Regions from separate parts of the Mus musculus genome. Here all the other regions are linked to region 1. Evidence: chromatin contacts called from public Hi-C data. All regions are on one chromosome and are shown on one strand. The core of a region is the stretch at or near the end of the contact, and the rest is flanking DNA. Distances in the headings are between cores, read along the strand shown.

The links. Hi-C and Micro-C count contacts between places; a contact is called where the count stands out from the background.
Region 2: a Hi-C map of adipose-derived mesenchymal stem cells shows a contact between it and region 1, with 1.8 times the contacts expected there. The contact joins the enhancer-like site here to the promoter of Col4a5 in region 1. A contact is called at or near these places in 3 of 39 promoter capture datasets (the 3T3-L1 cell line, 3T3-L1-derived adipocytes and frontonasal cranial neural crest), 2 of 484 Hi-C or Micro-C datasets (adipose-derived mesenchymal stem cells and embryonic fibroblasts), 1 of 115 datasets of contacts at active chromatin or transcription factors (vascular smooth muscle cells) and 1 of 9 other capture datasets (adipose tissue).
Region 3: a contact with region 1 is called in a Hi-C map of uterus. The contact joins the enhancer-like site here to the promoter of Col4a5 in region 1. A contact is called at or near these places in 2 of 39 promoter capture datasets (the 3T3-L1 cell line and 3T3-L1-derived adipocytes), 1 of 15 datasets of contacts at CTCF or cohesin (the NIH/3T3 cell line), 5 of 484 Hi-C or Micro-C datasets (nephron progenitors and uterus) and 1 of 9 other capture datasets (adipose tissue).

What each region holds. Positions count from the first base shown.
Region 1 is chrX:141,473,816-141,476,938 of GRCm38.p6, reverse strand. It overlaps Col4a5 (collagen, type IV, alpha 5), which reads right to left and starts at 1,520. Exons shown (of 53, transcript NM_001163155.1): 1 at 1,124-1,520. The coding sequence starts at 1,204. It overlaps Col4a6 (collagen, type IV, alpha 6), which reads left to right and starts at 2,863. Exons shown (of 45, transcript NM_053185.2): 1 at 2,863-3,123. The coding sequence starts at 3,120.
Region 2 is chrX:141,361,827-141,364,949 of GRCm38.p6, reverse strand. All of the region lies in intron 2 of Col4a6 (collagen, type IV, alpha 6), which reads left to right. Among named protein-coding and RNA genes, the nearest start is that of Col4a6, 110 kb to the left of the region's middle. Within about 2 kb of position 1,424, at least 38 of the 459 cell types and tissues checked have an H3K27ac peak or open chromatin away from gene starts, as enhancers often do. A contact at or near this core is called in adipose-derived mesenchymal stem cells, where this site is marked.
Region 3 is chrX:141,384,344-141,387,466 of GRCm38.p6, reverse strand. The region is part of intron 2 of Col4a6 (collagen, type IV, alpha 6); the gene reads left to right. Among named protein-coding and RNA genes, the nearest start is that of Col4a6, 88 kb to the left of the region's middle. Within about 2 kb of position 1,601, at least 8 of the 459 cell types and tissues checked have an H3K27ac peak or open chromatin away from gene starts, as enhancers often do. A contact at or near this core is called in uterus, where this site is marked.

The sequences.
Region 1 (3,123 bases), core at 271-2,770:
TAATATTGTAGCTGCGTCTAAAGGATTGATAGTCACTCCACCATGTGAAGGCCTAAGCTATGATGCCATATTTAAGTGGTTTTAAACATCCATTCTGTGTACTCAAATATAATACTTAAATAATTTGTCACACATTTAGTTGTTCACAGTTTATATGAAATTAAGTAGGGTAGACTTCAAACTGGAGAATATTTTCTGCAGCAAAGCCCTTCATTCCTTTGCATTTACCTCTTATCTCCAGAAGGAGAGTGGGTGTTGGGACTACCCAGATTTCCTGCTCAGGAACAGGCTGTGGTATCCAGTCTACATTCCTAAAGGCAAGTGGAACTTTTTGCTCTGTCATTTCGTGTGAGCATCCTCCCCCACTCTTCTAACCCATAGAGCTCATTCCCATTGGAAAACTGAGACTTCTTGTCCTTTAAATGGGTGAAAGGCAAACTCTCAAGTTGTTCAGGTGCCTTTATGAGTTTAAAAAGTGCAAGCCAACAGAAACCCATAACTTTTTTTTTTTAATGTGCAAAACTCCTGAAGCATAAGACTATGTATGCTTCTTTACTTCGTCCTGGTTGATAGGTTATTTTATCTTTTGTAAAAGAATGATGTCAACAGGTCAGAAAACAGGGCAGAACTTTACAAACCTGGGGTGGGGGGTGGGTTCATGTGGCTTAAGAAAAGAGCATATGCCAAGAGAAGAACTCCATCAAGGCTATTACCACACTGACCACAGTTCAATTTTAGAGGAACCAAATTTTAAACTATAAACCAAGGTTAAATCGTGCTTGGGCTGGGTCCAAGTAGTGAAAGAAGCTAGCTGGTAGACAGCTACCCTGGGTGGGGGATAGAGAGGAAGAAAAGTTTTAAATATCCTCCAGAGCCCAGTGACCCATTAATGTGCCTCCCACACCCTCTGCCCACTCTTGCCCCAGAAGAGGTAGCTACAGAGAAGTAAGCGGCCCTGTTTTTAAACACTTGGAATTTTCCCTCAGACCAGAGTTGGGAATTATATTTCTTTCTACTTAAAGCCAATTTTGACTTCCCTGGCCAAGGTCAAAGAGTAGGGAAGGTAAAGGCTCCAGTGGTTTCTGTTGGAGCGAGCAGTGATGGGGCGGGAGGGAGGACTTACCGCAGCCTCTGCGGGCTGCCCCCACAGACACAGGGCCAGTAAGAACCAGCCGGCAGCCAGGCACACTCCACGCACTTGCATTCTTCTCTGGCTCCCGCAGCTCCGTCAGCACCCGCAGGGAATCCCAGGTCCCTTCAGACCGATTGACATAATCTTGAAGGGTTATTGAGAAGAGAGCTAGAAAGGGGACAGTGAGTGTCCCGGTTATGCTGGTGCACTTGGGGGAAGAGATTTATAAGAGGGAAGCGATTAAAATAAGAGAGAGAGAGGGAGAGCAAGAACAAGAAAAGAAAGCTGTTCTTCCCTCCCCCCTCCCCTCCCCAAAGCCGATCTCTCAGGAGCACTTTGCCTTCTGTTGGGACTTGCAAACTTTCCTCACTCAACGTCCTACAAATCTACTTTCCTCGCTCTCTTCCCTGCACCGCCCCCTCCCCGCTGGCGCTGGGGAATTTGCGTATCACTCCGCCAGTGCTTCCCACTGCACCGGCAACCTGCGAGGGAGTGACGCTCAGTTATTTGAGGGAGGGAAACTTCAAGACAAGTTGACTGAACCCCACAAGTCCAACCAAAAAGATTTCTCGTTTGTTCATTGGCAGCTTCTCTTAACAGTACTCTTGCCTGCCAGTCCAGCTTTCCCTCAGATGTCTGCATCAAAGCCATTGACAAACAGACCTGAGCTGGGACTATTTTTTCCAGCGGATGGATTTCAGAGTGTGGTGCTTTTTATTGTTAATCATTAGAAACAAAGTTTTCGCCTCTGCTCCATGGGCTGCTGGCCTTTGCCTTTCAAGTGTTGGTAGGACAGTTTCTATATACAAACAGAAAATGAGAAAATATTAGATATACGTATATAAAGTAAGACAATGAACATATGTATTTGTGAATACCTAATGTATGTAACAACATATGCCATATAGGATGCATTAAGTAGGTTAATAATGTTAAAAGGTTAAATGTTATTGTAACTTACTTACTGTTTCTATTTACATGTATTGAGTACCATAAATAATATTTGTCACTTATATCAAGCTAAGGTAAAAGGTAGTGGCTGCCATCATTCTATTTCAGAAGGACCTGTGGCAAGCAATTATATAACATTAGCATAATTCCTTACAACTAAAACAAGCATCTCATTTAAAATGTCTATATGGAGTCAATAGTAGTTGAATTTGTGTCTCCTAGATGAAGTAGGCATGCATATCGCTTTGATAACTTGTAGACACTTTTAAGAACCAAAAGACCAAAAATATACACGATGTGGACTCCTTGGAGTGTCTTTCAGGAATTTGCTAAAGAATTCTTCTGAACATTTCTATTCTCAGTCTGGGATAAACTGCATTCTTTATATTTTGAATCCGTTTTATAAGGACCAATTCCTCCTCAGTTTTACTGGGTTTAGAGATTAGGCTTACAACTCCAGAGATTCCCTCCTCATCTTTCTAAAAGTTTAGTGAAAAAATAGGAAGTTAGAATAAGAGTCTGCACACTTGGGCCCTTGTGCAAGGTCTCTTTCAGGACTATCTGCCTATGTAGTAGTAGTGCACCCAAGTCTATTTTACTTTATGGAAATATATAATGCCTACTTGCATAGATTCTTGTGTATAGGTCTCTAGAGACCTGTGCATGAAACTTTGGAACGGTTATGTGCAGAGGTGCTTGAAATTGAGAAAGAGAAGCAGCTTCCCAAGGTAGGGGGAGGTGATTGACAGCAGGCAGCCCCGCCCCGTCCCCCTCCATTCCTTCCTCCCTGGGCTCATGGAACTATCTCCTGAGTGCTAGAAGTTGTAGCGGGCACCACTGCGTGTGTTTTCCTTTGGGGCACTTTTTTTTTCTAGCGGCTGATTTTAGTTTCTTCCAAATTAAGCCACTTCGCCCCCCTTCCCCACACTGTCCTGAATAAGGAACAAACTGCCAAGCATCAACGGAGCCCAGATGAGCCCGCGCCGCGGAGCAGCTTAGCAGTCTCCTGGGACCCAGCTCCGGAGCAGCCACAAGCATGC
Region 2 (3,123 bases), core at 175-2,674, 110 kb after region 1:
AAAAGAAAGAGCAGTTGAGGACAGAGGCATTGAAATATGTGATGACATCTGAATCCCAGGCTACAGAATTTAAGGGCTGAGATCAACATCTATTCATTTCCTAATTATCTCACTTACTCTCTGAAGAAGGAAAGCTTGTACATTTATACTGGATAGTTTGGTTAGAGTATATCTGTGAGTATGCGGAAGAACAGGATTTGGCTCCTACTACAGGTTGTTTTCAAATTCTGGAAGGCTGGGGCTTTAACTGGCCTAAGAACTGAATTTCTGAGAGTAATGACTCTGGGAAGAGTCAAATACCAGAAAGAGAGAGGAGAGAGAGAGAGAGAGAGAGAGAGAGAGAGAGAGAGAGAGAGAGAGAGAGAGAGAGAGAGAGAGAGAGAGAGAGAGGAAAAGGTAAAAAGGGCAAAGGGCAGTCACAGAGGGAATATATTACAAGGGATATTTTAAGAGGTCTTGATGGTGCTTGTTATACATAATTAGTTTTTTAGCAGGAATGTTTATAGAATTCTGAAACTAGTAGGGCTAATTTAGTCAGAAACCACAGAGAGCAAACTACAGAGAGCGGATGCTCCAGGCTCCTGCCATTTTCTGGAATTTTCTATTGTCCACTCCTAGTTTTCCTGAAAGCCTTTTTAGCTCTTATCTACAAATGTACACACTCTCAGTCAGAAGTGGCAATTTATAAATCTGGTTGTCAGAATTTTTTGGTAGGGAAGGGTCAGGTGTTTGGCCACAGGGGAAATTGAATGTAAGCAGAATATTAGAGGTCCCCATTTTCAAACCCATGAGTGAAGCAGACTGGTTGCTGTTAACTCTCCTTTCTTGTGATGGTCAGTCTGGCAATAAAATCCTCTCTTCATTACCTCTTTTAAAAATATATTTTAGATATATAAAATTCATCTATACTTTTGGCTGTGTTCAGACCCAGTGTTCATATTAGTGCACATCTTTGAAACAACTTTTAAGAACTAGAGGAAGTAAAACAAAGTTACAAAGGCTGTTAACTATAGTGCAATCTCATTTTGAACCATGGATTTCGAAACCTCAGTATAAAGTAGTTACAGCTAGAGATAGTCTGCCCAACAGAGTAGACAAACCATTCTATCAAACCTTAAGAAAATAATCCTACAAGTAGAGTTTGGGGATTACTAGAGCAGTCAGTTGTGTGCCAACAGTGCATTGGGCCCTCATATAGGACTCTCTCCCAATGCTACTCTAACCTCTCCAGATACAGTGACAAGAAGCTTAGATTCCTACTGCATGTGTACACTGTTAATTCTTTACAAAAATCACAGATCTTGATTCCCAAGGCTGTTTCTTGTTCTGACTCCACTTATTCTTTCCACCTCATGGAACTGCACTCTTCAGCCTCCAATGCCAGGGCCCAGGCATGAGTCAGTCTACTGAAATGTGGACAGCTCTCTTGGCATGCATGAGCAATCAAATGTCCAAAGTAAACTGATGACTAACCATGTGTCCAAGAGATCCACAGGGCTTAGAGAATTAAAAGGCTTATTCTTATGGTTAAACACTGGGAATGCCATCTCATTCCTGCCCACTGATTTTTCTATTATCAGCTGGAAAGCCACCAGCAGATCCCTTGTTCATCTGCCAGGATGCAACCTAACCCTTCTTTCAAGTCCCATTTTTGTTCTTAGGGTTACGAATGCCAGAGCCATTCTAAAAGGAATCTGGTTGGCACAGCTAATTGGAGATATAAGGTCATAATTCCAATGTTATAGCATCGGCCTGCATTTTCTTGTAATTTATATTGTTATGATATACATCGGTGGGTTGTCATAGCATTGTTAATAGCTCAAGAGAAAAATGTCTAAACTGTACATATTTAGGAGAAAGCAATAAGTATTAGCACTATCACTGATAGCCTGATGTTCCGAAGTGAAGAAATTAAATTCCACAGAGCTTGTAAACCCTGTATTGAAGTTTACTCCCATATCTGTTTTGATTCAAAATATAGACTTTTGCCTCCTCTAAGAAGATGCCTGTTTGTTCCTAGCTGCACTAGCAGGAGATCATCTGATTTTAATTGAGTGGAAACTGAAGACATACTATGATATTTCTTTCCTGATGAAGTACTGTACCGTACAGTCCTATTTTACATGTATGCAATAGAATGGTGGCCCGTTATGTTAATTTGTAGATCTTTTACCAAACATATTTATTGGGAATATATTATGTGCCATCACATGGAGAGGAGATTGAAAGAAATAAAATAAACAGGAAATGCCATTGCAGAATATGTAACCAAAGAAATAGGGCTAATGAACCCCTTTCCATAATGAAAGGAGAAACATTGCAGAATATGTAACCAAAGAAATAGGGCTAATGAACCCCTTTCCATAATGAAAGGAGAAACATAAGAGTTCCTCAATGAACTAAGCATAGAATTATTGTGTGACCCAGCAGAGCAAATAAAACTCTCTCTTATCCCCCTCCCGGTGTGTGTGTGTGTGTGCGCACGCGCGCGCGCGCACACGCGCGCACGCGCGCGCGCGCGGGGGTATCAACTTACTAAACATCTCCTAAGTGCTATAGTTTGCTGGGGAACTGCCACACTTCCCAGAACACACTCTCAGTTGCTTGGAAACAAGAGCTCTGAGCTTTGAGTTGAACCCTGGCTTTGATACTTCCTATATCATCCTTTTTTGGAAAACTCTATGTTCAAACCAGGGTATAGGAAATGGAGAGAAAGTAAATTGATGTTTTAAAAAGTAGGTAGGTAGGTAGGTAGGTAGGTAGGTAGGTAGGTAGGTAGGTGGGAAGGAAGGAAAGAAGGGAGGGAAGGAGGGAGGGAGGGAGGGAGGGAGGGAGGAAGGTAGGTTACGACCTCTCAGCCTTCTCATTTGGGGTATTATATGGTTCCATGCCTAGAGGGACACACAATAGCCTGATGTACTGTAAGCAATAAATACATGGCAAAGCCTCATCTAAAATATTATATGTAGTCGAAGAGTCCAGTTAAGTAGAGTTACAGCTGTCTTAGTGATTTTTCTACTTATCCTTGCCCCAACCTATCCCAGTACTCAGGAGGTAATTCGAATTTTTTAAAAAAACTATCTATTCTGGTTCATTAATCCCTTAATTTTTTACATTAATTAA
Region 3 (3,123 bases), core at 352-2,851, 90 kb after region 1:
TCTGCTTGCTTTTTAAATTTTTGTTACTCAGAGGGCTTTCAACATGTAGCCAGAATGGTCTCGAATTTACAGTACCCTTTTCTTAGCCAGTAGAATGCTGGGATTGCAGCTGTGGGCCTTCCCATCTGGCTGTTTGCTTGCTTTGTTAGTTTCTGTTTTACTATGGTCAACAGTAAACCCAGGACATGAAAAGCAAAGACTGAGATATACTCTGACCAGCAAGTGAGTGGTTTGTTTGTTTAATTGGATGGTAAGATAGGTTTGGTTTTAGTTTTTGGGTTTTGTTGTGGTGATGGTTGTGGTTGTTGTTTTGGCTTCTTTGTTTGTTTGTTTTTGCAATAGTCTTAGTCTTGCTCTGTAGCCCTAGTGTAGTACCAGTCCCTCTGTAGGCCAGTCAGTACTCAAACTTTCAGCAGTCCACTTGTCTCAGGATTCCTGTGTGTGTGTGTGTGTGTGTGTGTGTGTGTGTGTGTGTGTGTGTGTGTATGTGTTCCACCAAACCCAGCTTCCCACCTTTTGTTTAATCAAGTGAATCTGAATTTTTGCCACGTTTATCTTCTGAAAAAGAAATATCATTTCCTAATCCCCTCAGTGGTGTATGGCTGGTCTCTTGGAAAGGACTTTTGGCTCTGCAAATTAACAGCTGCAGGTCTTTGAACAAGTTATCTAATATCTCTAATATCTCTGAACCCTGATGTCTACATCTGTGAAAGAAAAGAAAAACAAAGCAAACACATCCAAGGAACATCCAAGGAGCATGAGAATTAGACAAAATAAGAAGTGAATAAAAGGCCTGGCATAGGAGACTGGATTTCTTAAGCTTCACCCAGGCCCTTATATTCTGTATTTATGTTGCATGAGATGCTGGTCATTGTGTCCGGTGCTAGTTTAGCTGCGTTAGCTTTAAATGTCTCCCTAGCAGATCCTAGGCTGTGTCTTACAGATAGATATCATAGCAAACCAAGTTTCACCTCATGGTTCTATGACATTATGTGTCAAGAACAAGCAGGAACAGGTTTAATAATTATAACAAACATTTATTGATGTCTGGCACCATGATTACCAAGAATGAGCTCATCTAATCCTAATGACAGCCCTATAATGAAGGTATTATTACTATTATTTTACAGATGAGTGAATGGAGGCCCAGAGAGGTTAGGTAACTAGCCTGAGGTCACACAGATGCTCATAAATACTGAGCCAAGATCGAAAGCAAAGAAGCAAAGGCTGTCTTTTCTCCACCATTTAAGCCCCTAACAACACCTCCCTCTCCAGTTCAGAATGATTTGTCCCTGTTCTCTCATAAGTAGAGATGAAAGCCTGGGAGTGACATTCCCCGGCTTGAAAAAAGGCAAAGCCAAAAGCTAAACTTGGGCTAGATCCAACCTCTTCAGTTTTTACAGCACTACAACTTTGCTTTGGTACAAATAGAACTTTTCCCTCCCTCTTTCAGGCATCAGACAATGGTTCTGCTGACTAGAAGCAGTGGGGGTGGTCAATACTTGTATATTTAACTAGCAGCTCTCTGTAGGAGGAAGGAAAGCCTTGCTTTATAGCCTTCCTTGATTAGCATGGTATAAATACTCCAGCCTAGACTGACTGTGAGCTCTCCATGTGACCACATGGGATGCTGACTTGGAGCTAGCCTGAGAATCTCTACTGCTCTGGTCCTTGCTGAGAATGTGACTCCAAAGTAACATTCTGACAGTGAAGGAAAAATGAATGCGTTAGACACCAAGATTAGGACTGTCAGGACAATCACTACAATGGACAACTCTTCTTTTAGCGTTTAGCACCGGCTCTATTAATGATATTCAGCCCTGCCAAGAGTCTCTTAGATCTTATTTATAGAATCTTTGCCCCCTCAATGGGTACATGAATAGGTTGTGTCATGCTCTATCTTTAGAAATGCTAATCTCTTGTCTGAAATGATTTCTTTGGGCACAGATGAACTCACTCCTAAAGTATGTTTTTGTTTTGGTAACATAAAATAGACAACAAAAAAAAACCCTCTAAACTTGCCCAAGGATGATGTGTTTATTTCTAAATAAAAAAAAATAGGAAATTAAGAAACACAAGCAAAACAGAAAAAACGAAAAGAAATAGATTTTTAAGGACACTTATTCTTTCAAGATCTAGAGACAAACATGGCTGACATTTGACTATATGGTCCTCTCATATTTTTTTCTTCCTCTATGCAGATATCTTCTTTTGAAAAATAGCTGTCTGTGAAGGAAATACATTTTCAAAATGAAAAGCTATCACAGATTATTATCCTCTCTGTACGGGTCCTGCCACTGTATTTGTATTCACAGAAATGGTAGGTTAGCTATATTTATGCTGATGGTCTACATGCATTTGAAGATAATACCACTAATGGGGATTGTTATCTATGAGTACAGATGGGGCGAAAAAGACCAAGGAGGCAGTCTCGGCCCTTTCCACTCCATAGACCACTATACATAGTCTGATTTTGAGTTACAGTTGCTGCTGTGCTGATAGGGTGGCTGATTAAGACTCTGCTTCGAAGCCCTGAGGTCACCCCAGAGCTCAGAAAACAACCACCTCCTGCATTCCCTTATTGCTCTGGGCAGGCCTGCCTGCTGTCTGTTTCCCTGCTGCCTGCAGCCTGGCCCTATTGTTTGAAGTGGGGCTTCAGAGCTGCTTTAATGGATTTTCTTTGCCCTCCCTGCTTGGGGTTACCTCACCATACAAGGCCTGATCTGGCATCCTGGGGCCATCCATCCTTCATACATGTCCAGCCCAGTGGGAAACTGGGAGAAATGGAATTTCTTCATTCCCTCTACTCGCTCTGGATTTTAGTGGAACAATACCAGAGAAAAATGTGGCAGTCATAGTACAATGCATGATGGCTGACTCTGGGAAATTAATGTTTCTTTTTGAACAAGACGTTCCTTCTGAACCTGAGAATAGTGGCCAAAGCTATGGTAAGCAGACAGAGCCCTCTGGAATTTTTGTTTACTCTCTAGTGTTCATTTCCTTGACAACTCATATGCCTGACATGTTTCCAGAGTTCTATTCCTTCCTTGGAGGCCAAATCTCAAAGATAGATAACAAACAGCATGTCTGAAGAAGTGGAATTCTTTATAAAGACTTTCTTAA